Regions from separate parts of the Sus scrofa genome. Here regions 2, 3 and 4 are each linked to region 1. A link is a contact called in public Hi-C data. All regions are on one chromosome and are shown on one strand. The core of a region is the stretch at or near the end of the contact, and the rest is flanking DNA. Distances in the headings are between cores, read along the strand shown.

Region 1 (6,999 bases), core at 4,350-6,849:
AATAAAGGGAGAAACTCCAAAGAACTATTACGTGAAAGTTTATCAGAGTTGAAGAGAATCTGAAGGCCTTAAAACTAAGAATCCATTTCAACTAACAACATACCTGGTGGATATGAGTCATACAGTTCAGCATAAAGAAAACTGAGAGTGTTGTGCAGAGATGTTAACTGCACTAACTAACCCTTGTTGTTTTTTGGAGACTTTATGCATTGACTTTAAATAACAGGCATAAATTATTTTCTTTACAAAGTAGTAATGAAAATTTTTTAAAAACCCAAATCCCAGCCCTAATATTATAACTTCCTAAACTGTTTAGTGATGGTTTTATATAAATATTTTCAGAAAAGATTATTACACATAAGAATTTCTGACAATAATGAATGAAAAAATTGGTTCCATACTAAATCTTTTAAAGTGAAAGGATTTTCATTTCCATGACAAAAGAATATATATAACTTTAAAAATGAAAGCAGCGTTTGTAGTAGTGTGCTCATTAATAGTATCTCTTAATAGTTACTTTGAAAAATCTATTCATAGAAAGATTTCCTAAAAATGAGAGGTTAAAGCAAACATAAACACACACATACCCCTACAAAAGATGATTTAGCTATTTGACCTACCTTACTCAAAGGAGCTTTGATTTTTTTCAAACACAAAGCAAGAAGTTCCCTGGATTCTAATGCACATTGTATCCAAGTTCCTGGTGGCTGGAAATATCTGAGAGAAAAGATAATACACTGAAACTCAACATCTCTCAGGAAAAAAAAATTCCACCAAATATTGAGATATAACAATGATTATTAACCAGATATAATAATACTCAAGGTTGATCTGAGCATTTAACCCAAATATATTTTAATAGTTCCAGAAAACTTTTAATTAGACCAGTGGCATAGTTAAAAAAGTAAAATTCTGGCTATTTGAGAAAGTCAATCTGAAATAACTTATTAAAAAGTCATTACTTTAAGTACCAGTAAGAATTACAGTAGGATGACAAAATGCCAAGAGTACTTTGAAGCTATGCTCTGATCATCTCAAATTATCATTAAAAAGGTTTATAATGTACATCTAAAATGCTTACAAACTGTTTATTTCGCACAAAAAAGATAAATTAGTACCTAATACTGTGTATGAAAATTAGTTTAGACTATTAATCTACTTCAAGTTGCCTTCCAAATTTCAAACTATAAAACTCAAGTTTTAAAATATTACATAAAATTTGACTAAATTAAAATTTAAAGCCCTTACGCATATACTTCAAGTTTTTAAGCCCAGCCAGCTCAAGATTTGGAACAGTGCCTAACATACAGTAAATGCTCAATATAGATTGTTAAATATGTTATACTTCTAAATGTGTTACATGAATTTTCTTTTTTGCCCTACTTGTTAAGTAAATATTCTGATTTTCACTTTTAAAGGTTCACTGAAAAGCCTTATACAGGTCCCTTTGTTATAAGCATGTTTTTGGAGTTAGAAAGGGCTTATATATCCCCTAATAAAGTCTCTTTGTTCTTTTTTTTTTTTTTGGTCTTTTTTGCTATTTCTTGGGCCGCTCCCACGGCAAGTCTCTTTGTTCTGATGAAGAAATTAAGGCTTAGAGAGGTTAAGTGGCCAAGAGTGTCAAAGAACTAGTTTGTGAAAAATTCAAGACAGCTGTCTCCTTATTCTTCATCCAGTGTTTTTTTTTTGAATACACAATGCTCCTAACGGCAAATGTTTATTATAGATTAAGTCTCACACCTGCCTTAGTAAACTTACAATCTATAAACTCCCTGAAACAGTACACAAGTTTCAAGTGTTTACATACATGCACATGTTTTATGTATTATTCTGGGGACATGAAGTTTTCAAATTCTTAAAGAGATTCATGAGTCCCCTTCCCCCACCCCCCAAAAAAGTTAAGAACCACTAGAGTCCTAATCCATTCAGGAAATCAAAGGCATATAACTTTATGGGCGTTTCAATGGGCAGTTTTGTGTTATTCAGTGGCCTACTAGATACGTTGTTTATGCCAACAACTAAAGAAAATAAAGGAGGTAAATCACTAACTTGCAGAACTCTGCCTTCAAATCCAGTCTTCATCCTAGATTATCCTAGATATGATATACTGAGCTTTTCTTCCATCAACTATAGTCATTTTAGTTTCGTGGGAACATTAATAGATACAATTTTTAAAATACACTGCTGAATTACTTTAAAAATAAGGTGCTTTTTAATCATACATGGCTCCTAGTAATTGAAGGTAAAAACAAAAACTTCATGGTAATTAACACTAATGTCTTTAAAATCTGCTTTTACCCTTAAAAACATCAACTTGCATCTATTAATTGTATATATCAACCTATTAATCCCTTAACAGAAAAAGAACAGATTCAAGATTCAAATACCTTTACACAAATGTTGCCAAATTAGTAGGGTAAACTAGGAAAGTATACTACAAAATTACAAATTCTAAAACCTCTAGCTACACCAACATAAATAAAGCTTAAATCTCAATTTCATGCACTTTATCCCATGTATTTTAGCATAATCTCAGTATACCCTGGTGGCGCAACTCTAAGTAGTATAAAATAGTACAGAACCATACCTTTGGCACTGTTTGCAGAAAGATATAGAAACTTGTTTTGGAATGCCTTGGCTGATATCTACTTTACTTCGCAGACAAGCCACACAAATATTGGCAGGATTTGGACTAATTGGGACACCACAATCGCAGCACAGGCTTAAATAAATAAAGCATACATTTTCAAAATTAGATTTTGTAAGTGCACTGGTTAATTAAAAAGCTATCAAACGGGTTAGCAGATACAAACTACTATATATAAAATAGACAAGGTCTCACTGTATAGCACAGGGAATTATATTCAATATCTTGTAATAAACCATTATATATATGTAATTATGTACATATACGTGTATAAAAAACTGAATCACTTTGCTGTATGCCAAAAACTAACACAAATTATAAATCAACTACACTTCAATAAAAATATAAAAAAATAGGCTATAATATCTCTGCCCTTTTTAAAAAACAGACTTAAAGCAATCTCCAAAGATGTAGCAGATAAAAAACCTTGGCCTATTGGAGACAAAAAAACCAGAGATGACCACAATCCCCAAAATCCTAAAAATATGGTTAATGTGCAAAGGACATAGAAGGTCTAAATTACTGCTAATAGTAATCATCAGACAGCTTTATAGTCAAAAGGCAGTAATTTTTTTTGCTTTTTTGGGGGGCTACACTCACGGGATATGAAGTTCCCAGGTTAGGGGTCAAATCGGAGCTGTAGCTTCCGGTCTACACCACAGCCACAGCAACGAGGGATCAAGCTGCGCCTGTGACCTACATTACAGCCCACGGCAATGCCAGATCCCAGACCCACTCACTGAACAAGGCCAGGGATTGAACCCACATCCTCATGGATGCTAGTTCAATTCATTTCTGCTGCGCCACAACTAGAACTCCCAAAGGCAATTTTTTTAAAGCCTCAGTATAACACAGGGCCTGTCAAAATGTAAAAATTTACCCCAAAGCAGAAAAAAAATTGTTTTTCCTTTTTTTTTAGGGCTGCACCTGTGGCATATGAAGTTCCCGGCTAGAGGTCAAATCTGAGCTGCAGCTGCCAGCCTACACCACAGCAACGTGGAATCCTTAATCCACTGAGGCAGGCCAGGTATTAAATCCAAATCCTCAAGGATACTATGTTGGGTTCGTAACCCACTGAGCAACAAAGGGAACGCCAAAAGAATTTTTAAAGGATGTCAAAGGAGTTCCCATTACAGTGCAGTGGAAACGAATCCGACTAAGAACCATGAGGTTGCAGGTTAGATCCCTGGCCTCGCTCAATGGTTTAAGGGTCCGGTGTTGCCATGAGCTGTGATGTGGTGTAGGTGGCAGACACAGCTGGGATCTGGCATTGCTGCAGCTCTGACGTAGGCTGACAGCTACAGTTCCAATTTGACCCCAAGCCTGGGAGCCTCCATATGCCACAGGTGTGGCCCTAAAAAGACAAAAGACAATTAAAAAAAAAAAAAAGGATGTAAAAAGTATCATGTCTACTTCTTTTGTGTAACTGATGGAAGCATCATAACCATAGTTGTACTGGGGACAGAAAGTGTTTAAGAATCACTGATGTTATCCAAAAGAAGTATTCTAATACCCTCTGAGGTTCACAACTGTCGCCACTGGGCACATGTGGCGGCTGAGGACTTGAAATGTGGATAGTAGACAGAAGAACTGTGATTAATTTTTTTTTTTGTCTTTTTTGTTGCTATTTCTTGGGCCGCTCCCGCTGCATATAGAGGTTCCCAGGCTAGGGGTCGAATCGGAGCCATAGCCACCGGCCTACGCCAGAGCCACAGCAACGTGGGATCCGAGCCGTGTCTGCAACCTACACCACAGCTCACGGCAACACCGGATCATTAACCCACTGAGCAAGGGCAGGGACCGAACCCGCAACCTCATGGTTCCTAGTCGGATTCGTTAACCACTGCGCCACGACGGGAACTCCAGAACTGTGTTTAATTTTACTACATTTTAATTACTTAAAATTTAAAAAGCTACGTATAGTCTATGGCTGATGCCAATCTAGCAGAATGTATAGTGACTATTTTAACACTCTTAAAAGCAGTATTTACCACCACAAACTTTCCAGTGAAAACTGAATTCGACTTTCTCAAGAAATAGTTTTTCATTTTTCCCACTTAAGACAGAAAAATCCCCTCACTCAAAAGAAAGGCGTTGCCCACACTCAGTTTCAGACTCACTTTAACATTTTGAAATTTAAGGAGAGTGGGGGAAAAGGCATGCGACTCACATGTGTCCAGGTGTACGGTTGATGGATTCTGTCATATACTCCATTTTTCTGTATACCCTGATTTTAAAAAGAGAAAATAGTTAAGATTTAGACATTCGTCTACTCATCCGTTTATACAAATCTTCTGCCTCTGAATAAGGCAGCCAAGCCTCGCAAAGCAACAAATGAGAAAAAACACATTCTACCTAGTACCTTTGAAAGAAAGTGATTTCTCTAACAGAACCAAGCGAATTTCGGAGGTTTCTACAAACCCTCGAGCCACTGAACCCGGCGCTGACCTCAAGCGTCACCTGGCGCCAACCCGGGCGAACCCACGGAGAGGCAAGAGGGGGCTGGCTGGGTCCGGCCGCCCTGACAGTCCCCCAACTCCACGGCCCCAGGCCGGCACCGGGAGTGCCTAGAACCCATACTGCAGGAGTCTGCGGGCGGTATCACCGCGCCTGCGGGCCAACCCCCATCTCCACCCGACCCCGACCCTGAGAGTGACACCTCACGCGGGCTCCAGGCTGCCGGCCCACACGCTTTGAGCACGCGGCCCGAGGTCGGCCCACAACTCAGGGAATTGTCCCCTTCCTTCTTAGGGACCCGCGCGACTGCAGCCCAGGTCTCGGCCCCCAGAACCTACTTAATGCCTCTGGGCCAGATCCAGAGGTGCCCCAAAACGAACGCACACTTAACGCCCAGTCAGAGGCCACCACAGCTGACTCCGGGATGGTGACGATCTCGCGAGAAGAGCTCGAGATCCCGCGGGCCGAGAGCAGCGAGTCACAGCAGCGGGTGGGGGCGGAGAAAGGTGCGGGCGTGGCGAGCGGTGGGGAGAATAAGGGGAGGAGTCGGGAGGGGGAAGGGGAGAAGAAGGGGGAGTGGCGGGGGGAGGGGAGGAGGTGGGGCTCTCTTGTCCTAAGGCGCCTGAGACTTAAAGAAACATTACAGCTCTTCTGTTTGGTTATCATCCTTCCCGATCTTCCCTGGCCAGAGCTCACTCAAGCCAGTATATAAGTCACTTTTCAGATATCCCTATTCGGAGCTTGCTTCTTGATTAAATGATTATATAAAAGTTGTAGATAAATGGTACTACATTATACAGAGAAATTAAACTCCATCGAGGGCAGTGCCTTTGTCTATTTTGTTTGCTGTTATATTCCTAATGCCACATCCTAACTGCTCCAACGAATATTTGTTGAATAGATGAAAGAAGGATATGTAAGAAATAATTATTTGTGAAGTCTTTGTTATTTTTAGACCAATCTAATTATTAGAATGTGCTTCCGGAAAGTGCACTAAATATTTCCTTATGACTATATATACCTTGACCCTAGAGCAGATCAGAAAGAGTCTAATCACTCTTTCTCATGACAATATTTCAAATATTTGAAGAAGGCAATCATTTTTCTGTCTTCTAATCCCAAATTTCAAGGAATAATTATGGTCATCTTATAGAACATGATCAAAGAAGGCCTCCCAGGAGTTTCTGTTGTGGCTCGGTGGTAATGAACGGACTAGTACCCAGGAACATGTGGGTTGGATCCCTGGCCCCACCCAGTTGGTTAAGGATCTGGCATTGCTGTGGGGTAGGCCAGCAGCAACGGCTCAGATTGGACCCCTAGCCTGAGAACTTCCATATGCCACAGGTATGGTCCTAAAATGACAAAAAACAAAAAATAAAAACAAAGAAGACCCCCAAGTTACTGCCTAGGGTACTTAAGTAATCTCCCCCTCCTTATTTCCAGATTCCAATCCATCCTTCCAAATGCAAATTTGGCTTTGTTACACTCCACTTTTTTTAATTCTTGAGTGGTCATGATCTGGAGCATTTCCAATTTCTCTGCATAGAGAAAAGACCCTTCAGGATCTGACCATGACATAACCTGTCACGTTCCTAAGCACTCAGACATACAAACCAACTGGCAGGTCCTGAAGGAAGTAATCTTCCTTTGCTTATATCTGAAACACTCGACCTTAAAGATGAAGCTCAAACACCTCGTATTAGTTTTCCATTGTTTCTGTAATGAAATATAACAAATTCTGTAGCTTAAAAAAACACACAGACTTATTATCTTACAGTTCTGGAAGCTGTAAGTCTGGAAGTTGTAAGTCTGAAATAGAGGTTCCTCCTTCAGGTATGGTCTTATAAAATGTTTACAGGAGGTGTATGCCCCTGTAAGAGTGCTAACAGCACTGT
Region 2 (6,648 bases), core at 2,429-4,928, 790 kb after region 1:
ATCCCGAAAAGGAAAGAAAATGAGCTATATATTACCATTCATATAAACTATTTTAGGGCCTTAGCACACATGTATATTTGGCATTTGCCATTCTGAATATGTAGGATTATGTGTACACTGTCATGTGTCGAGTAAGAGGGGACTTCGTAACTAGAAAAGTCCTCATCTTTCTCCTTTAAAAGAGAATAGGGCAGTGGCTCAGGAGAGGATTTGAACAACAGACATATTTTATTCCCCTGTCTCTAAAACTTTCTTTCTTTTTTTTTTGGCTGCGCCCAAGGCATGTAGAAGTTTTCCAGCCAGCAATCGAATCCATGCCACAGCAGTGACCCAAGCTAGCCATTGCAGTGACAATGCTGGATCCTTAACCTACTGCGCCACAACAGAACTCTAAAAAGATGAATGTTTCTTGATTTTTCAGCTGTGATACCAACCAGGGTTGGGAAGACATTAGTCAATCTCAGACTTGTCTTGCTTGCTGCAAATCCAACCACTCTGAATATAGGAAACAGAGAAAAGGTGGTGTAGTACAGTTACGACCAATAAGGATCTAATTGTGAGGTGGGCAGACATTCTGATTTGTATCTACTATAGAAACCCTTCTATGGAACTCAGGTCACCTATGTGCAGCTCCATTTAACTGGTCACTAGTCACCAGCAATCTGAGGAATTCCATGGCTTCAGATCTGGACTCCTTGTACAATTACTCCAGTTACATTTTATCTGATATTATCATTTAAATATATCTCGGTGTTCACTTAGAAAAGCAACTTGAGTACAAGACCTGTATTCTTTGTATCTTTCCCACTGTGAACTTAGGCAAAAAACAAATATTGGTTTGTGGTGCAGCAGAAAGGAACGCAACCAGTATCCATGAGGATGCAGTTTCCATCCCTGGCCTCACTCAGTTGGTGGGGGATCCGGCATTGCTGTGAGCTGTGAGGTAGGTTGCAAACTCAGGTTTTTTTCCATGTCTTGGCTATTGTAATAATGCTGTAATGAACAAGGGGATGCAGATGTCTTTTCAAGGCAGTTTTTGTTTTTTTTTTCATTTCCTTCGGAGAAGTGGAATTGCTGGATCATATGTCAAATTTTTTTTTTTTTTTTACATGCTCAATTGTGTAAATACATTTAGAGATCTCTTAATTTAGGCACTTAATATCCAATGTTCTAGGACATTCTGTTCGTAATTGTTGTACCATCATCATATTTATTTTAATTATCCAAACATTTTGAATTTTAAGATTTTTTTCTTACAAATAATTCACATAGTTTTTATTTTGCTAGTCTTGTGTAATTCTCTAATCCATTTCATCAGTGACGGATCCTTAACCCCCTTGCCACAAGAGAACACCCGGATTGAGATTTTTGGAAAACAAAAGCCAGTTAAGAATAGTAAGAGAAAGCTCAGTTATATAGAATAATTAAAAAAAAAAAAGAGTAGTAAGAGATAACTATTTCTTGCTATAGTAAAAAAACTTTTTTTTAGTTAAGGAATGTAGAGAGAAAACAGGTAGAAAAAATGTAACTCAAAGCATTATTCAGCCATATTTATCCATTTTAACTGTAATGGGTTTACATTTTAAAAAATTATTTAGGAGTTCCCGTCGTGGCGCAGTGGTTAATGAATCCAGCTAGGAACCATGAGGTTGCGGGTTCGATCCCTGGCCTTGCTCAGTGGGTTAACGATCCGGCGTTGCCGTGAGCTGTGGTGTAGGTTGCAGACGCGGCTCGGATCCTGTGTTGCTGTGGCTCTGGCATAGGCTGGTGGCTCCAGCTCCGATTCAACCCCTAGCCTGGGAACCTCCATATGCCGCGGGAGCGGCCCAAGAAATGGCAAAAAGACCAAAAAAAAAAAAAAAAAAAAAGTATGCTGGCTTTGTGTGAGAAATAAGAGCAATAAGAAAAAAAAAAGTACTAGTATCTGCTTGTGCTTGTTTGTTCAAAAAATTATTTAAAATTAAAAAATATTAAGACATTAATGATTAAAATTTTAAAAATCATCAAGACTTTTATCTAGGTTCAGAGCAAAACTGAGGCTAAAGTACAGGGAATTCCCATGCATTTCCTGCTCCCTCTCCATGCATAGTTCATCCCGTCATCAATATCTTCTCTGGAGTGGTGCATTTGTTAAAAGTGAAGAACCTACATCATAATTACCTAAGGTCCCTAGTTAACATCACCGTTACATTTTTTTTTTTTTTTTCCTTTTTAGGGCTGCACCCGCTGCCCATGGAAGTCCCAGGCTAGGGGTCCAATGGGAGCTGTAGCCGCGGGCCCACACCACAGCCACAGCAACGCCAGATCCGAGCCACGTGTGTGACCTACACCACGGCTCACAGCAACGCGGGATCCTTAACCCACTGAACGAGGCCAGGGATGGAACCTGCAATCTCATGGTTCCTAGTTAGATTCATTAACCACTGAGCCACTACGGGAACGCCCACTCTTACATTTTTTAAAAGAGAAAATAATATAAAAGTATGCTGCATTTATTGCTATGGAAAGATATTAACGTATTGCTTTGACAAAAAGGAAAACTCCTTATCAGGATGACACCAATGTTTAAATAAAAAATTTGTGTGCACAATAAAGCCTACATGTATATATTCCACCACATTACAGTGGAATCCACACATCATAAGCAATCTTTTCAGTAGCTGAATTGGTAAACATATAGGAGGTTGACTCAAGACTCACTGCTATTACCTTAGTGTGATTTATTCTGTTTACTATTTTTCTGTAATTTACTGCATAAGAGCATAAGATCTGAAAGTACTGGCAATACACAGTATATGGAGGCTAACAGTTCTATTTTGCACACGTGATCGACTTCTATCTGCTGTTAAGAGAGGCAAGCTGTGATGAGTTTGTCTTGAGCCACATACAGCTGGATACGATTTCTCAAGAAAAAGGGTAAAGGACTTACTGAACTGTGCGTTTTCTGAGTCTGGGACTAAGAAAGTGAAATAGGAACTTGGTGGAGAAATTGAATTGGAAGTCAGGAATTCTGCGCAACAGCCATCTCCAGGCAATAATTTCACAGCGTGGAAAGAGGGCGCGGGGCTGGGGAGCGGGAGGAAGAGTAAGGAGAGATGCAGGGAGATCCTGAATCCTAAGGTCCCACTAGCTCTCCCAGAGTCGGCTCTCTTTAACTACACGAGAATTCTCAATAATCAGAAGCCCCCTCCTCCTTTGCTAGAACCAACTACTTTGGTGGGTTTATGTGTCCAGAGTCCCTAAACAAAAGGAAACCAGGGTTCAGGAGAAGACAGAGCTTGCCCAGTGGGGTGCGTCTGCCCTCAGGGCTCAGGGAACCTGTGAGGTCAGATGAAAGACGCTGCCCTTTAAAGTCTACATTTACGACGTGCCGGCTTAAATCCAGGTTAAATAAGGTGTGGTATGAAGCTTTTTTATAAAAAACATCGGCCTCCGCTAGACCCCGCCTCTCCTGCAACACCGCCCAGTTGCCCTCCAAGGCAGGAGTCAACGCCGCCAGAAGGGCTCCCTGCTGCGCGCCTGCCTAGCTCCCGGGTGGCAACCCATGCATAGTGCGCAGGCGCAGAAACCACGCCCGTCCTCGCGCCCAGCCCACGCGATCACGCCCCCGCCCCGCCCGGCCCCAGCTGTCGGCAGTTTACTTTCGAACCACGGCCCCGCGCTCTTTCCCATTGGCTGGTGCCACGCAGTTGAAGGTTGCCGGGACACTGCGCCTGCGTTGTAAGGCTCGTGAGCCCCGCCCCGTCTGGGCACCTGAAGGCCCTCAGGGCGGAGGAGGGCGGGTACGCTGCGCAGGTCTTAGCTTCACACTGCAGGTTGTGGAGCTGTTTCAGCCGGTGGAGGTACCTGGTTCGCTCGTCTCCACGGTGAGTCTAAGAGCTTCTCTTCTTTTGGAGATGGCGGCTCTGGGTCCCTCTCTTCCCCTGTAGCGCAGGCTGGTGTCCTGCGGGGTTTGGAGGAGAGTCGAGGGGCTTAATGATGGAGAGGGCTGGCTTGGGTGCCGCATCGCTTCTCGTTCGTCCCAGGTGCAGCGTTTGAAGAACCTCTTTGCCCCCTTCCGGTGTGGAACTGCGTTTTCGTGAGGAAGGACCCTTCTGTGGCGTGAGGGTGGGAGGAGCGGGGCTCCGCCGAGCTGGGAGACCTCGCGGGGATTCGGAGCCGAGGGAGCCGGGGCGTTGGGAGAGAGACCCCGCGGCGGGAGGGGGGGAGTTGCCCTTAGCTTTGGGGTAGGGGATGGGAAGGGTAGCGCTGTTTTAGGCCTCTTCTTTTCGAGAGGTTCTCATTGGATTTAACAGGAGTAGGTGTAATTATGCCCATTTTACAGATGTGAGACCTCAGTTTTGAGAGGCATTAAGTAAAACTGACCCAGGATCTCTCAACATTTAAATGGCTGAACCAAGAGATGAACAGACGTATTGATGGGAATAACCTAAATCAAGATTTATAATTTTAAGCTGGCAAAAATCTTCACTTAAATGGATGCTTCTTGTCTTCCGACTAGCTTTCAGCAGTCTGAAATGACCGTGAATATTTGCTCCCTCATCACCATTGTTGGCGAATATTTTCAAGAGCTCCGAAGTTAGTTGACGCTCTAATAAGAGGTCCTTTGTGACAACTTACTTGGTCACAGGATTATTGGGATTTTCCAGGTGCAGTTGGTGCCGCTCCTGCTGCTCCACAGCTTTTGATGTTTGTCACTACTTTTCTGAAAACACAGGCTTAGAGAGCATAAACATCAAAGGCAGTGAAATAACAGCCATTCCCTATGATATCGTATTTAATGTATTTTTTTGAGAATGTAAATCCAGAACATTAAAGTTATTTTTATTTTAGAATAAGAATAAAACCATCTGAAAAAGTTGGAGAAGATAGAGTATATTCAGTCTTCAAACCAGAAGGTCAACAAAGTGGTAAGTTCTGGGAAATTAAGTGAATATCAAAGAAATTTTCAGTAAATTTTTACTGAGTGTATGACAAACTGTAAGGTGAAAAATTTAAATCTTTTGAAAAAAGATATGTTGGTGGGTGTATAAAATGCAAACATATAGATGGAGCATAAAGTGAAAAGTAAACAACTCCCTAATCTGATCTATAGCTTAAAGTTAGTCGTTAGTCACTATTAACTGTTTTGTTTGTCCTCCTAGAAATTTTAAAAGGATATGTGGAAACAGAATCCGACTAGAAACCATGAGGTTTCGGGTTCGATCCCTGGCCTCGCCCAGTGGGTTAAGGAGCTGCGGTGTAGGTCGCAGATGCGGCTCTGCTCTGGTGTTGCTGTGGCTCTGGCATAGGCCAGCAGCAAGACCTCCGAATGGACCCCTAGCCTGGGAACCTCCATATGCCACAGGTGCAACCCTAAAAGGACAAAAGACAAAAAAAAGGATATGTGCATCTTAATACAGACAAATACATTTAACACATAGCGATCTCCAAGTTGAATTTATTAGGTTATCTGGATACTTTTTTACCATGTATTTACATATTGATCTGCAGATCTGCATTCCTTTTTAATGACCAAGTAGCTATTCTTTCTTTCTTTTTTTTTTTTTGCTTTTTAGGGCCTCACCAGCGGCATGTGGAGGTTCCCAGGCTAGGGGTCCAATTGGAGCTGTAGCTGCCGGCCAACACCACAGCCACAGCAACGCAGGATCTGAGCTGCATCTGTGACCTACACCATAGCTCACAGCAGCACTGGATCCTTAACCCACTGAGCGAGGCAAGGGATCAAACCTGCATCCTCATGGATACTAGTAGGGTTCATTGCCACTGAGCCATAACAGGAACTCCTCTTAGTTACTTATTTATTTACTTATTTTTTTGGTCTTTTGTCTTTTCACGGCTGCATCTGAGGCATATGGAGGTTCCCAGGCTCGGGGCTGAATCAGAGCTGTAGCTGTCGTCCTACTACAGCCACAGCAACGTCCTACAACAGCCACAGCAACGCTGGATCCAAGCCTGCCCACTGAGGGAGGCTGATGGAAGTCCTCATGGTTGCTAGGCTCCTCATGATTGCTAGTTGGGTTCATTAACCACTGGGCCACGATGGGAGTGCTCCTTCCTGGTAACTTTTAAAAAGGAAGAGGAAATCTTGAACTAAGTTATGAATTTGTACTTAGGCTTTTAGTATTCACTGGAGAAAAATAACATTTCACTTGGGTTATTTGAATTTGTTCTTTTGCTTTTTAAAAGTATAGAATAATATAAACTGATTCTAAAATTAATTTAGCAGGAGACAGGTTGCATAACAGGCAATACACTAAATATTTTTAAAGCTTTTTATTGTTTTAAAATAAAAATATGTATATATATAAATTTATATCTCTTCAAGATAATGGACAGTTGAAAAAGGTAGTAAATTATTTTTTAATCATATCCCATTTTAATATGCTTCTAAAATCCAATTAAATTACCACTTTTGGAAAAAAATGAACAAAGTTTACCATTTTAAGTTTTTTTTTTTTTTTTGTCTTTTTGCCATTTCTGAGGCTGCTCTCGCGGCATATGGAGGTTCCCAGGCTAGGGGTCTAATCAGAGCTGTAGCCGCTGGCCTACGCCAGAGCCACAGCAACAAGGGATCCGAGCCGTGTCTGCAACCTACACCACAGCTCACGGCAACACCGGATCATTAACCCACTGAGCAAGGGCAGG
Region 3 (6,268 bases), core at 1,591-4,090, 850 kb after region 1:
TATTACAAGCTTCAACACCTTAAAACAAGACATCCTAATTCTAACTCAGATTTTTTAAAATTCACTTTTATAAAGAGAAACTACTGCTTTGGAACAAACCCCCCTCTGATTCTATACAGTGAGGAGAATTTTATAAACAGGTACCAAAGGTAACCAGATAAGCAAAGGCTAATTTCAGTTCTTAAAGCACAGGAAAACAAAAGGTCTGTATCAATCAGGATAAATATAACAGTTATGAAATTGAAACATTTTGTAATAAAAGACCCATTACCTCACAAAAGTTATTTTAAAAGGTCAAATACCTTATGAAAAGGTCCTAGAATTTTTTCCCCAGCATAGGATTTGAAGTTCTGGTTTACAATATGAGTTATCATAAGCCGAGGAGCTCCAGCTTCATTGGTCATTGCTGGAGGCGGCGGCGGAGGGATGCTACTCAAAATCTCTTCTAAACTTCTATTATCAATTTCCTCACTTGGAGTCTCTAAGTAAGTTAAAAGAAAGGGAAGGCAAAGGAAAAAAAGCCTCCATTAGTGTAATTAGTTCGGAGGACTACTGCCTGCTATCTCTGGAGAGATATTATTTATGAAACCTAGGAATCTCTATTTTCACTCAATATAGCATTATCCTAAACTCACAGGGAATGAGAATCTTTCGGGTAAAAAAAAATCTTAAAAGAAATGCCACCAGTCACAAAATTCTATAGAAATATAACTCTTAGGAGTCAAAACACTATATCATAAAGCAAATCTGGAGAAACCACAACCACTTACTTGATAGCCTGCTCCTTGCCTAAACAAGTAGTAAAATCCTATGGCTCTAGAGCCAACTCTCTACATCTCTGAGCACCTGGAGCCTTAACTTTGGACACGCAAGAGCTCAAGCGACATTGTCACAAGGGTTTCATAATGTCACCCAATTCCTGGACTCACAAAAACTACAGTAGTTTCGAGCAAATTATCATCTTCTCTTTAAACACAATTTAAGACCACGGAGGTGAAGTTAGGGTCAAGCAACTTTTCATCATAGTAACATACAGTCACGCCGCCTCCGTCTGAAAGAAAGTCCACTGACTACTGGCTAATAGTGTCGATTTCCGCGGAAACAGAAGACAATAAACAGAAATTAAGAATTGAAGCTGTTTACTCGCCTCCATCCCCCTCCAGGACCGTTACACCGAAACTGCATAGTCTAATCTGTGAAACTCGCCAGACCGCTTTCTTCAGTGGGTCTACGGAACCGACACGAGATGTTCGCACCGCAACCCCGAAGCCCCTCTTGCCCGCGCCCCAAGACACCAGACAGTCCTGGGTTGGGCGCGGACACACCCGGATCCCCCATGCGCTTTCCCGCGGTTGCTACTCACCTGCGGTGGCAGGCGCCCGGCTCTCCGAGCAGCCGGGCGGCGACTCCGGCTGCGCATCGCTGCTGGTGCGGTCCGGGGACTGCGGCGGCCCTTCCTCTCTGCGCCGGGCAGTGGAGGGCTGGGTGCCCTTACGGGGCATGGTCGCTGGGGCCGAGAAAGAGCCGGCGGCAAGTCAGCCCGCGAGCCGCAGGACCTTGAGGGTCCATTCTCCGCTGGCCCGGCGGTGGGATGGGCCCAGCCTCCACCCCACCCAACCCGGGGAAAATTCCGTCCATCTATTTCCGAAAGCCCCGTTTAAAAACCCTGCTCAACGCCAGCGGGTCCTCGAGAAAGAAGGCACAAAACCCCTCGAGGTGCCAAGAAGGCGGGATCCGTTTTCCTAAGTCCAAAGCAAGTGGGAAAACTTAGACGTGCTTGGGGAATCAAGCTTAGTTCTTTTTATTTTCTAAAGTTCCCTTCCCATCCCCCCGACGAAGGTAAGGGTATAAGAATATTCTAACGTAATTTCTAAACGAAGTAAACTGGCGTTTACCGACATGCCCACGCTCCCGGGGCTAGGAATACAAGCGCACACACTTTGAGAGCGAAGAGTTCGTATTAACTTTAGGCTTGAGGGGCTCTCAACTTCCGAGAGCAGCGAAGAACCGGCTGCTCGCCGCCCACTATCCTCTCCTCGCCATTTAGCTCTAGGAGCCCTTGACCGCCCGCGGGCTTTGAGGTGTCCTCACGACTGCCCGATAGGGACCAGTGGATGGGGTCGACCCCCGCGATTTTCAAATCGGAGGCCGGCAGTGCCGGCTCCGGTTCAAATCACCTTGGGGCAGCAGGGGTTTGTACCTCCGGTGTCCGCGGCAGACTCCCGCTAGGCAATAAACCAGGAAAGGTCACCAGTAAGGGCTCAGATCGGGTAATCAGTCCCTTGGGAGAAGAGAGAGAGAGGCAGGGGGCCGGGGCAAGGGGAAACCCTACAGTCCGATCGGGACCAAGTTTTCTGAGAAGAAGTCCACGAAGCTTAAGCCCCGATCCCTCGCGTCCCCTGAGCGACGCCCAAGTAGCTCAAAGAAGTGGCGCCCAGAAGAAGCGCGCGGGAGCCCCGAATGCTGAGGAGAGGCTGAGGGGGGAGGGGTGACAGCGAGAGAAACCTCCCGGCGGCAGCCTCAGCCTAGACTTCGGCCGCTCCAGCTCAAGGCCTTTTCTTCCCAGGTGCCGGCAGACGGGGCAGGAAGTAAGAGTGTGACAACTCTACCAGGAAAAGAGGTACTTTACCTGCGGGACAGTCCACTCAGACCAAGGCTGGAAACGGTTGTATAACCCCCCCGCGTCTACTGGTGTTTCGGCTCCGGGTCCTTCACTCGAAAATGGCGCCTAAAATACAAACTCGAACGGAAATTCGTTACAAATGCGCGCAATGCTTTCTGGGACCCACTAATTTGAAAAAACTGCGGCGATTATGGTCGCCATCTTCATGTCGTTTACACGCATGCGCGAAATGCTGGCGGGACCCTGGCGGCAGAGGACATTTCTAAGTGAAAAAGAAAAGCGAAGCAATGTTTTCCTTGGGCCTATGGACAACAACATTCATATAAAATATATTTTTAAAAAGTTTTGGGAGTTTTGAATAAGAGGAAGAAAACAGAATGGGACCCCGCCCACAGCTAAACAACGGGCACAGAAGCCCAATAACGCTCCTTAACAAGAGGGCGGGCTCGCTAGGGGCGGGGTCTCGGGCCCGCTCGGGTGACGCGGCGGGAAGTATCGCGGGAAGAGGGAGTTCGCTCTGCTCTCAGAAGTCGCTATGGTGACGAAGAGATCCGAGGCTTCTTGGTAACTGGTAGCACCCCTGTGAGAGCGATCGCCACTGCTTTCCTGGAACTTACTTAAGGTAAATCTCTATCTCTGGACGAAGTGAGGAAAGAGTTTAGAGGTTGTGGCCATTACTGGACCCACTTTTCCTGCTTTTAGGGTGTTTGCAGCTTGGAGCATCAGTTATTTTCCATCTCCCTGGAGCACTGGGGCTCTGGACGTAGCTCTTGGGATGCAGAGGAAGCCCTAAGTCTTTGGAGAGAGTAGGGGGACAACAAGGAGAAGACCTCGATTGGTGAATGATCTTGTAGTAAATAGCAAAATAAGGATTTCGAGTTATTAGTATTAGGTCGTTAGCGTCACTAGCGAAAGAGGGTTTCTGGCTTTTAAAATTATTTGGCTGAAAGACTCCGTAATAGAAGAAACGATTTGCTCGTATCATATGTTTATGAAAAAATTATCGATCAGCAAATATTAAGTAGCTTTGTACACGTTGCACTGTGTCAGGCATAAGAAAGATTATCAAGGTAGTATTTCTGTTCCCAGAGAATTTAGTTTTGTTAGTGAGTTTTTAACCTGGAGTTTATGGATCTGGTGGTAGGCGATTGTTCATACCACCTCTCCTCCACTCTCCATCTCCAACCCCTTGCCCCTTTAGCTGTGTACAGAATTATGTCTGCTTGTGAATTTTTCTGAGGAGTTTCCCAGAACTTTTATCAAATTCTCAAACACGATCCTAATCCCCCAAATGTTAACCACTGGTTGATTTGACTACCTCCAATAAGCATTTGTTCAGCAGCTCTAAAGTACTTGACATGGAGAACTGGGAACTCTTTTATTCCCCCTTTTAGCTTTTTAATACTTGGTGCCTGACATACTAAACCCCCAATAAATCCTCTTTATGCATGAATTTAAATTGTCATTCTAAGTAAGTATGTATGACCCTTGCCCTGAGGAGCATATTCAGGTTCAGTGATTCCCAAGAAGACATGTAGAGGCCACTGCCCACAAGTGTAAGAATTTGTTGAAGAGGGGAGACTGGTGTGGTTTGAGTAAGTATTGACTCCTTATTGTAATATACCTTTATATTTGAAGTTGAAAAAAATTGTTTTCGAAGGACAAACTACAGACAGTAAACTCAATGAAAAAAAATTTTGACCCGTAGGTGTGCGAGGAAAATGTAGTAATTCTCTTTGAAAGCATCTGGAATCTTTTGGATTTTTGAAGTCTGTAAAACATAACTAACCCTGAGTTGGAGAGATATTAACCAAGAGAAATGCAAAGACTAGACCAAATTGGGTAGTGTATTTGGGAGACAGCACAGTGGAGTAGAAAGATGTAAGAGATAACAGAATCCCAAATCTCATGTTTTTTTGTCTACATACTTAGACAATTTATCAATTTATCAGTCCCTCTGAGAGTATTTATTATAAAATCAGCATATAATACCTACCTCATAGAATTGTTTATGATTGTCTATCCCACACACTATATTCATTTGATATTGCTGTGTTTTACCATTGATTTTATCAGGGTATGTGCTAAGGATGAATAATGGGTATGTCAAGTTAGAAGAAGGTTAGCTTACGAAGGGTCTTCAAGCCAGATCAAGGATGTTACATATGATACATTTTTAGAATATTAGAAAAAATTTGAGCTTAGGAATGACTTAATAAAAAAAATTAACTATTTATGTGAAATGTGTTAAGAAACTGAGATCAGGCATGGCTGAGATTATTACCGTACATGGAATTGTACTTACTTCCGTGTGGGAAGTTAAAAGTGCCTATGCAGTGGAATGGAAAAAAATCTGAATATATTTGCAGGGGAAAATCTGTAGCTTTTGTAGCTTTTAATGGTTAAGAGTCTGAGCCAGACTAAAAGTCAGTCAGATTCTATCTATTCTTTATGAATCCCTGGATTAGTGATGAGGGGATAAGAAGAAAGATGTCACAAATAAATCCTAGTCTTGCTGCCTTTGTTATTGCTATAAGTAATGATAGGTCTTAGTGACTAATGAGTAAGAAATGTAATTTCAATAAACCAATAAAGTGACCAATAGCTTTAGATTTAGTTGAATCTAACCGTGCTCCACTCAGAATGAATATTTTTAAACAAGTTTAGACTAGTGTCTGTAATGTAGGAAAGACATTCATAGCAAAGTTATAGTGGAGCTTAAATATGGAGTGACAGTAGGACACTCAGAATAAGTGAAGAAGTGATTTGAGAAGAGAATAGAGTCAATAAGAAATAAAGACTTGATTGATCTCTGCCAGTACTTTGGATAAAAAGAAGCTGGTCCAATTGGGAGGGACTAGGTTACAGTCTTGGAAGGTATAACCAAGTCTCATCTTTCTGGTCCCAAATCATCTGCTAAAAACCATTATCTATAATTTAAGGCAAAGAAGAGAATCCTTACTTTTTTGTGTTCAAAAAATTGTACCCTATAGGGAGAAATAAGAATGAGTTTAAAGGGAAAAATTGGAATATAATTAAAATTAACTTTTGCAGGGTTTTTTTTTGTTTTTTTTTTTTTTTTTTTTTTTGTTTTTTGTCTTTTGTCTTTTTAGGGCTGCACCGCAGCTTATGGAGGTTCCCAGGCTAGGGGTCTAATCAGAGCTACAGCTGCTGGCTACGCAACAGCCGTAGCAACCCAGGATTCAAGCCACATCTGCGATCTATACCACAGCTCACGGCAACGCCGGATCCTTAACCCACTGAGCGAGGTCAGGGATCAAACCTGCAACCTCATGTTCCTAGTCAGATTCGTTTTTGCTGCGCCACGATGGGAACTCCAACATTTGCAATTTTTGAAATGCATAGTTAAATTTTATCATCATTATAGCAACATGAGCTTTTTTGTCTGCCTTCTAATGTGGTTGCAGCATTTCACAAAGTCTGAAATTAGATTTGTGGGTAAATGTTTAAAAATATTAACCAAGTTTATAATTAATTATAAATATTTGGATTAATTAGATATTAAAAATAAGTCAAAATGAATAACAAAGATGAATTTATGTAAGTAGTGTATAAGTACTTAGAGAATATTGTTCAAGATGAATAAATTGGATATAGACACAGCCTCTTGATATTATAAGCTCC
Region 4 (6,612 bases), core at 3,451-5,950, 670 kb after region 1:
GAACATGATGGAGGATAATGTGAGAAAAAATATATATATGTGTGTGTTTGACTGGGTCACTTTACTGTATAGTAGAAATTGAGAGAAGACTGTAAGCCAGCTATACTAGAAAAAATAAAAAATCATTAAAAAAAACCACCTAGGTTAAAGAAAAACTGATGGCTTATCACAATGAAACTAATATCAACAGCAAGACTTTTTAAAAATTTTTATTTTTTAAATTGAAGATTATTGGAGCATAATTGATTTACAATGTTGTCTTAGTTTCAGTTTTACAGCAACATGAATCAGTTATACATATACATATGTCCATTCCTTTTCAGATTCTTTTCCCATATAGATCACAGCAGAGAACTGAGTAGATTTCCCTGTGCTTTGCAGTAAGTCCTTGTTACTCATGCATCCATATATAGTAGGGGGTATACAGCAATCCCAACCTCCTATTTTATACCTCCCGACATTTTCCCTTTAGTAACTATAAGTTTGGGTTCGAAATCTTTTTTTTTTCTTTGGTCTTTTTGCCATTTCTAGGGCCGCTCCCACGGCATATGGAGGTTCCCAGGCTAGGGGTCCAATCGGAGCCACAGTAACACGGGATCCGAGCCGCGTCTGCAACCTACACCACAGCTCACAGCAATGCCGGATCCTCAACCCACTGAGCAAGGCCAGGGACCGAACCCGCAACCTCATGGTTCCTAGTCAGATTCGGTTACCACTGAGCCACGACGGGAACTCCCTGGATTTGAAATCTTTGAGTCCTATTCTGTTTTTTTACCAAGTTCCCCATATTATTCTTCAGTAGATACCACATATTAGTCAACTCACATGATATTTGCCTTTTTCTGTCTTAGTATGATAATTTCTAGGTCCATACATGAAACTCCAAAAGGCATTATCATTATTAATTTTTTTGGCTGCACTCACAGCATATGGCAGTTCCCCAGCAAGGGATCAAATCCGGACCACAACTGTGACCTATGCCATAGCTGTGGCAACCCTGGATCCTTAACCCACTGTGCCAGGCCAGGGATGGAACCCACACGTCAGCAGTGACCTAAGTCACTGCAGAGACAATGCTGGATCCTTAACTCACTGTGCCACAGTAGGAACTCTGAACTGGCATTATTTCATTCTTTTCATGGCTGAGTAATATTCCATTGCATATATGTACCACATCTTCTTTACCCATTCCTTTTTTTTTTTTTTTTTTGGCCACACCTGAGGCATGTGGAAGTTCCCAGACCAGGGAAACCATACCACAGCACTGACCCAAACCACTGCAGTGATACCAGATCCTTAATCCATGTGCCAAAAGAGAACTCCCTATCCATTCCTCTGTCAAAGAACATTTAGTTTGCTTCCATGCCTTGGCTATCGTAAACAGTGCTGCAATAAACATTTGGGGTGTATGTAACTTTTTGAATTATAGTTTTCTCTGGATAGATGCCCAGGAGAGGGATTGCTGGATCATATAATTAGTTTTTAAAGGAATCTTCATACTGTTCTCCATAGTGACTCACCAATTTACAGTCCCACCAACAGTGTAGTTGGGTTCCCTTTTCTCCACACCCCATCCAGCATTTACTGTTTGCAGACTTTTTGATGATAGCCATTCTGACTGGTGTGAGGTAATACCTCATAATTTTGAGTTGAATTTCTCTAATAATTAGTGATGTTGAGCACCTTTTCATGTGTTTTTTGGCCATCTGTTAGTATCAACAGCTAGCCTTTTAATCTCTTACCTTTCAAGGACTTTACTCAAAGTAAGAAGTAATTTTTTCAAGGTTCTTCAAAAGTTTAAAAAGTTCTGGCAATAAAGAGGAATGAACAAAGTCCCCCAATACCTGATCAATTCTGTTTTCCTAATGAAAGTATATTAACAAAGGTCCAATGTTTTTTCTCTCTCAAAAAAACCCAACACTCTAACTATAAAAAAACACCAATTGAATTTTAGTGAAGATTTAGCAACATAATATTTAGCATAAAAGTTCTTGTTTCAGCAAATACTGCCTAGAATTTTGCTCAAGAAACCATACATAATTCTCCAAACAGTAACAGAAGCTCTAAGGTACATATTCTAGATTAAAGAGCGATTCCACAATCTTCAATTCAATGTATGTATCATGAGAATATTCCAAACTGTTTAAATGATATAATTATCAATTTAATTATTTTCGATATTACATTTGATCAACTAAAACCTGTATAAAGCTTCACAAACCCTCTCACAAATCTCTGCTGCAGAACAGAAAAAATTCCTTTAGTCAGAAAGTGACTTCCAAGAGGAGAATTTCATGACATATTGAAAGCTTGTTTCTTCATAATATTCTAGTCTTTCCTTATACCAAAGTAGTAACAAGTCAGGATATTAAGTTACCTGACACCAAACATCCAATCTGAAAACAGACCTCAGATGTAATTTTATTGTGTTTGGTTATGAGTATATTTCATATACACAAAAACCATTTGTTAAAGTCTATGTTGAAGTAGCATTTTACTGTTTCCTTAGTTCAGCATATTCAACTTCTTAAACTTCCTAACTATACTTAGAGATACCATCTTGCCAATTAGATTGCCAATCTGCATTTAGATCTATTACCAACTCCAGGAAAAAATATTCTACTCCTTTTATAAATTATGTATCTTCTATCTGGGAAGAACTAGAAGTACAGACATTCACATGTAAAATGAGTGGCAATGGGTAATGATAATTTCAAATGAAAAATTTAGGCTAGCAAACACTTCCTAAGCATTATAATAATTTGTATTAGAAAAGTGTGTCACAGCTAATTTTAAACATGTGGGGGGGAGGGGTGTGCCCTGAAACCTATGTCTGATCTACTCCCTGAACTTTAACCCTGGAATGAGCATGAATTCAAACTAAGAATTCTTAAAAGGAACCCAGTGTAGATTAGAAACGGTTAACAACTCAATCACCTTTTCAATCAAGAAGTGTTAGCTTGTTTTTAACTTCTGGAACATACACTCTCCACAGATTTAAGTCCTGCCTTTGACAGTCACTGAGTTACACGTGCCAAGACCTAGGTGCCAGATATACAGAGAACAAAATAAATATGGTCCTTAACTTCAGAGAGATCACTGTCTAAAGGAGAGAGACTTCAGATAGTAAACAAATTTTAAAAAAGCAAAATTACAAGTTGTGGTTATTTACTGTTTGTATTGCATCTGTCTTAGTAGACAACTGTGATCACACCCTAGTACTACAGGATTCTGAATTGAATTTTCTTATCCTAAACCCATTCTGAAAACAATTCTACAATGTGCAATGTTACTTCAATTAAATGATTCTTTGGAGAATAAAGATTTGCAATGAACAACGTTTTAAACTTAAAATCTTAGCATTGAATTTACATTCAAGTTAACCTTCAGTGTCAATTATTTCCAGGTACAGCTTCTGTTTGCCTAGGCAGCGGAAAGTACACAAAGAATTGAGAATTTTAAAGGTATTATTCTCATTTTAAACGCTTTATCGCCAAACTTTCTACTACAAAAAAAAAAAAAAAGAGAGAGAGAAAAAGAAAAAATCGTATGGAAGTGGGAGCGAAGGGGGCGAGGTTGTAAAAGTTCTCAAAGGACTTTAAATCAGGGTCGCCTCTCCCTATCTAGCCAAATTTAAACACACCCAAGTCTTCTAAACGTCCTCAATCCCAGCCCTGCTTTCCTTCTGACCTCAGTTACTGCTGACTTCTTCACATTTCCCTGTACATCTGAGGCGCTATCAATTGTACTTAAATATATTTCTAACCCATTTTCTCTCCTTCTTTAAAATATGGTATTATGTTCTTTTACAGCTTGTGTTATTTCTGCCTCTGATAATAACACTCCTGGTAAAGATGTATATCTTTCGAACTCATCTCCTTTCTCAACAGAAGTACAATATTACATTTTCTCTGTCAGGTACCACAGTCCTTGCCTTCCATAAGTTAGTACATTGTGGCCAGGGAGCTCCTTTAACTTTCGAAGACAAAATATCTAGGAGGTGGTACACCAAAGGATCATCAGAACGTTCCAAGTTCTCACCTGTTGAGGGAACTTGATTAGAGGGCATGAATCACATTTGTCTAAAGCGTCCTTTCACCCAATGTCCCTCCCGCTTTCCGCTGCGCCTCGCAAAGGCACGTCACTTTGGTCAGTCCAGGCCCCGCGGCTGGGCCCCCAGAAAGCAGGGACCCACTGCCAGGGTATGGAGCTCGGCCAAAAGGAGCGGAGGAGTCCGGACCCGGGATGGAGCCGAAGCGCAGATTGCACTTACTCTAAAGTCAGCAGAACGCGCAAAGAATGTCCTGGAAGAGAAGGTGCACCGAAAAGAACGTACTTTAACTCGGCTTCGACCCCGGACCCCAGACGTCTGGGGCGGGCTCTACAAACAAAAAGCAAACCAACTCTTTCCTGCGAGTCCCCTTCGCCTTCCCGCCTCCCTTCAACCTTTCCAATTCTCTTTCGGTTCCTTCCCCTAACCTCCGGAGGCACGTGGTCCCTCCGAGCTCTGCCCCCGCCGCACCCCTCCCTTCCTGGCCCGGCCCCCCGGCCCCTTCCTCCCAGAGTCGCCCGCTTCCCCTTTCCGTTCTCTCTTCCGCCCCCGCTCTCCATCGTTCTTTCTGATTGGTCGAGCGCACCGGGGTCTGGTTGGCCAATCGGCAAGCTGGGCTGGCGGTGATGGGCGTGGCCGCGGCGCCGGGGCCCTCAGATCGAGGCTGCCTCCCCCTCTCAGCCGGCAGCACATTCCGCCGCCGTTGCCGCCGCCCGGCCCCGCAGTTGTCTTCTCCCGAGCTGCTGTCGCGCAAGGGTTAGGGCTTGGGGGGGGGGACGGGCGGGAGAGGAGGAGAAGGCCGCTGCGGAGGCAGGTGTGAGGAGGAAGGAAGCGGCGGCGAGGCGAGCACAGCAGCTAAGGCGGCGGCCCGGTTCCTGGGAGTGTCGGTGCGGCGTGGTGGTTGGGGCGGATCCCGCGGGGCCCGGGCGGGGGAAGGAGTCACCGGCCCGGCCATGGCGGACAGCGAGAAACTGGACAACCAACGGCTCAAAAATTTCAAGAACAAAGGCCGCGACTTGGAGGTAAACTCGGGGGCGCAGGAGGGGTGGGGGCCGTGGGCCTCGGGTCGTCTCCGCTGGGACTCGGAGTATAGGGAGTAGGGGCGGGAGCCGCTGCCGGGCCGCGGGGGAATGGCGCTGGGGGCCGGCCAGTCCGTGACGCCTGTGCTAACGCGCCGGGAAGTTTGTCTAGGGCCTGGTCCACCTCTGCCGGCGAGCGAGGTGTGCCGGGGTACGGCCGGCGCGGCCTAGGCCTGCCCCACGGAGCCGGCCCGGCGCGAGTGCGAGGGGCTAGGCAGCGCGACTGGGAGGCCGGGTGCGGCGAGTGCGGAGGAGGCGTGCGTGTGCGGCGCTGCCCGGGCAGGGCTGCGGCCCCTACCCCGGTAGCGGCGGAGATTCCGGTTTTCGCTCCCGCACCGACGTCTGGCGCAGGGGGAAGGAGGGCGGTGGGAGGTGGGAGATCGGGCGTGTGGCGACCAAGTGGGGCTCGGAACTTCCTCAGCGAGGTCCGAGTCGTCTCCACTTAAAGGCATTTTTTCTGGTCTTCCCGACTCCCGCTTTACCCCTGCCTCCCTCCAATATCCAAACTACAGGAGTCAACTTCTCCGTTGAAAAAAACACCCCCGGCGTGAGAGGCCATCCTGGTGATGCTAACAGTGCCTTCCAGCGGCCTGTGTTTTACTGTGGATATAGTTGATTCAAGATGTGGCTCACGGTGTGCCCTCTTCTAGGCAGAGGATACCCCTTATTTCAGCTTGTTCACAAATCTCTTTACCCCCTCCTGAGAGACCAGCAGCTGCATTCTTACTCATAAAGTCCAAAGGGTTATACAAAGCTGTCATCCTCTAGTCTACAGTATCCTTTCCCTCCACCTGCAGGTGGTGGTAGTGGGGGATGGGTGGGCTGTGGAATGGCACCATCACATTTTTATTATTTTAAAAGGATGAAAAAAAACCCTTCATTATCTTAGGTAACAGCTGCTCCTGAGGTTCTTAGGCTACAGAAGGTGTGCAGGTTAAACACACACACAAATCACAGATTTTTGATAGAAGACTTCTTCCCTTCAGTTTTAAGAGTCTAGGTAAATACATTTTTTTGATATTTCCATTCTCTTCTGAATCAAGAGTTTAACTTTTAAGAGAAAGTGTCAAGTAGTATTTTTTTATATTGTTTCTTTGTACTTTTTTATACTGAGATCTTGAAATTCCCATCATCTGTTTGTGAACTCTGAGCATTTGCTTGACTGAGGAACTATTTGGGGGGCTCTCCATAAAGCTATTCACTCTCTAAGGTAGCTAGTGCTGTTTTAGTGGGTTTCCTAGTTTGAAGGATTATATAAGTATCTGGTTGATTCTGTGATTGTTCTAAGGTTAACATAAGACAATTTTTATACTCTCTTTTTTAATGAAAAAAATGTTAACATTTTTGTTGAGGTCATTCACGTGCCAGAGAAATCGCCATTTAAATGTAGAACTTGTGATCTTCAGTAAGTTTACCTAGTTGTGTGATGATCTGATGAAGAAAATTTTAAACTAATACGGATATTTAAAAAGAGGGGGGAAT

The links. Hi-C and Micro-C count contacts between places; a contact is called where the count stands out from the background.
Region 2: a Hi-C map of liver shows a contact between it and region 1, with 5 times the contacts expected there. The contact joins the promoter of TRIM59 here to the promoter of NMD3 in region 1. A contact is called at or near these places in 2 of 5 promoter capture datasets (fetal liver and liver) and 4 of 47 Hi-C or Micro-C datasets (heart right ventricle, liver, retroperitoneal adipose tissue and 1 more).
Region 3: a contact with region 1 is called in a Hi-C map of liver, with 7 times the contacts expected there. The contact joins the promoter of IFT80 here to the promoter of NMD3 in region 1. A contact is called at or near these places in 2 of 5 promoter capture datasets (fetal liver and liver), 3 of 47 Hi-C or Micro-C datasets (liver, retroperitoneal adipose tissue and skeletal muscle) and 2 of 2 datasets of contacts at active chromatin or transcription factors (alveolar macrophages and skeletal muscle).
Region 4: a contact with region 1 is called in a Hi-C map of liver, with 4 times the contacts expected there. The contact joins the promoter of KPNA4 here to the promoter of NMD3 in region 1. A contact is called at or near these places in 2 of 5 promoter capture datasets (fetal liver and liver), 7 of 47 Hi-C or Micro-C datasets (heart right ventricle, liver, retroperitoneal adipose tissue and 2 more) and 1 of 2 datasets of contacts at active chromatin or transcription factors (skeletal muscle).

What each region holds. Positions count from the first base shown.
Region 1 is chr13:100,923,285-100,930,283 of Sscrofa11.1, reverse strand. NMD3 (60S ribosomal export protein NMD3) reads right to left here and starts at 5,599. Exons shown (of 18, transcript XM_021069741.1): 1 at 5,443-5,599; 2 at 4,818-4,874; 3 at 2,588-2,722; 4 at 621-717. The coding sequence starts at 4,861.
Region 2 is chr13:100,130,147-100,136,794 of Sscrofa11.1, reverse strand. TRIM59 (tripartite motif-containing protein 59) reads left to right here and starts at 3,678. Exons shown (of 3, transcript XM_005669954.3): 1 at 3,678-3,866; 2 at 4,834-4,910.
Region 3 is chr13:100,074,720-100,080,987 of Sscrofa11.1, reverse strand. It overlaps IFT80 (intraflagellar transport protein 80 homolog), which reads left to right and starts at 2,840. Exons shown (of 20, transcript XM_021069731.1): 1 at 2,840-3,245. SMC4 (structural maintenance of chromosomes protein 4) reads right to left here and starts at 2,839. Exons shown (of 24, transcript XM_005669952.3): 1 at 2,630-2,839; 2 at 1,364-1,507; 3 at 303-481. The coding sequence starts at 1,502.
Region 4 is chr13:100,251,165-100,257,776 of Sscrofa11.1, reverse strand. KPNA4 (importin subunit alpha-3) reads left to right here and starts at 4,700. Exons shown (of 17, transcript XM_021069735.1): 1 at 4,700-5,073. The coding sequence starts at 5,005.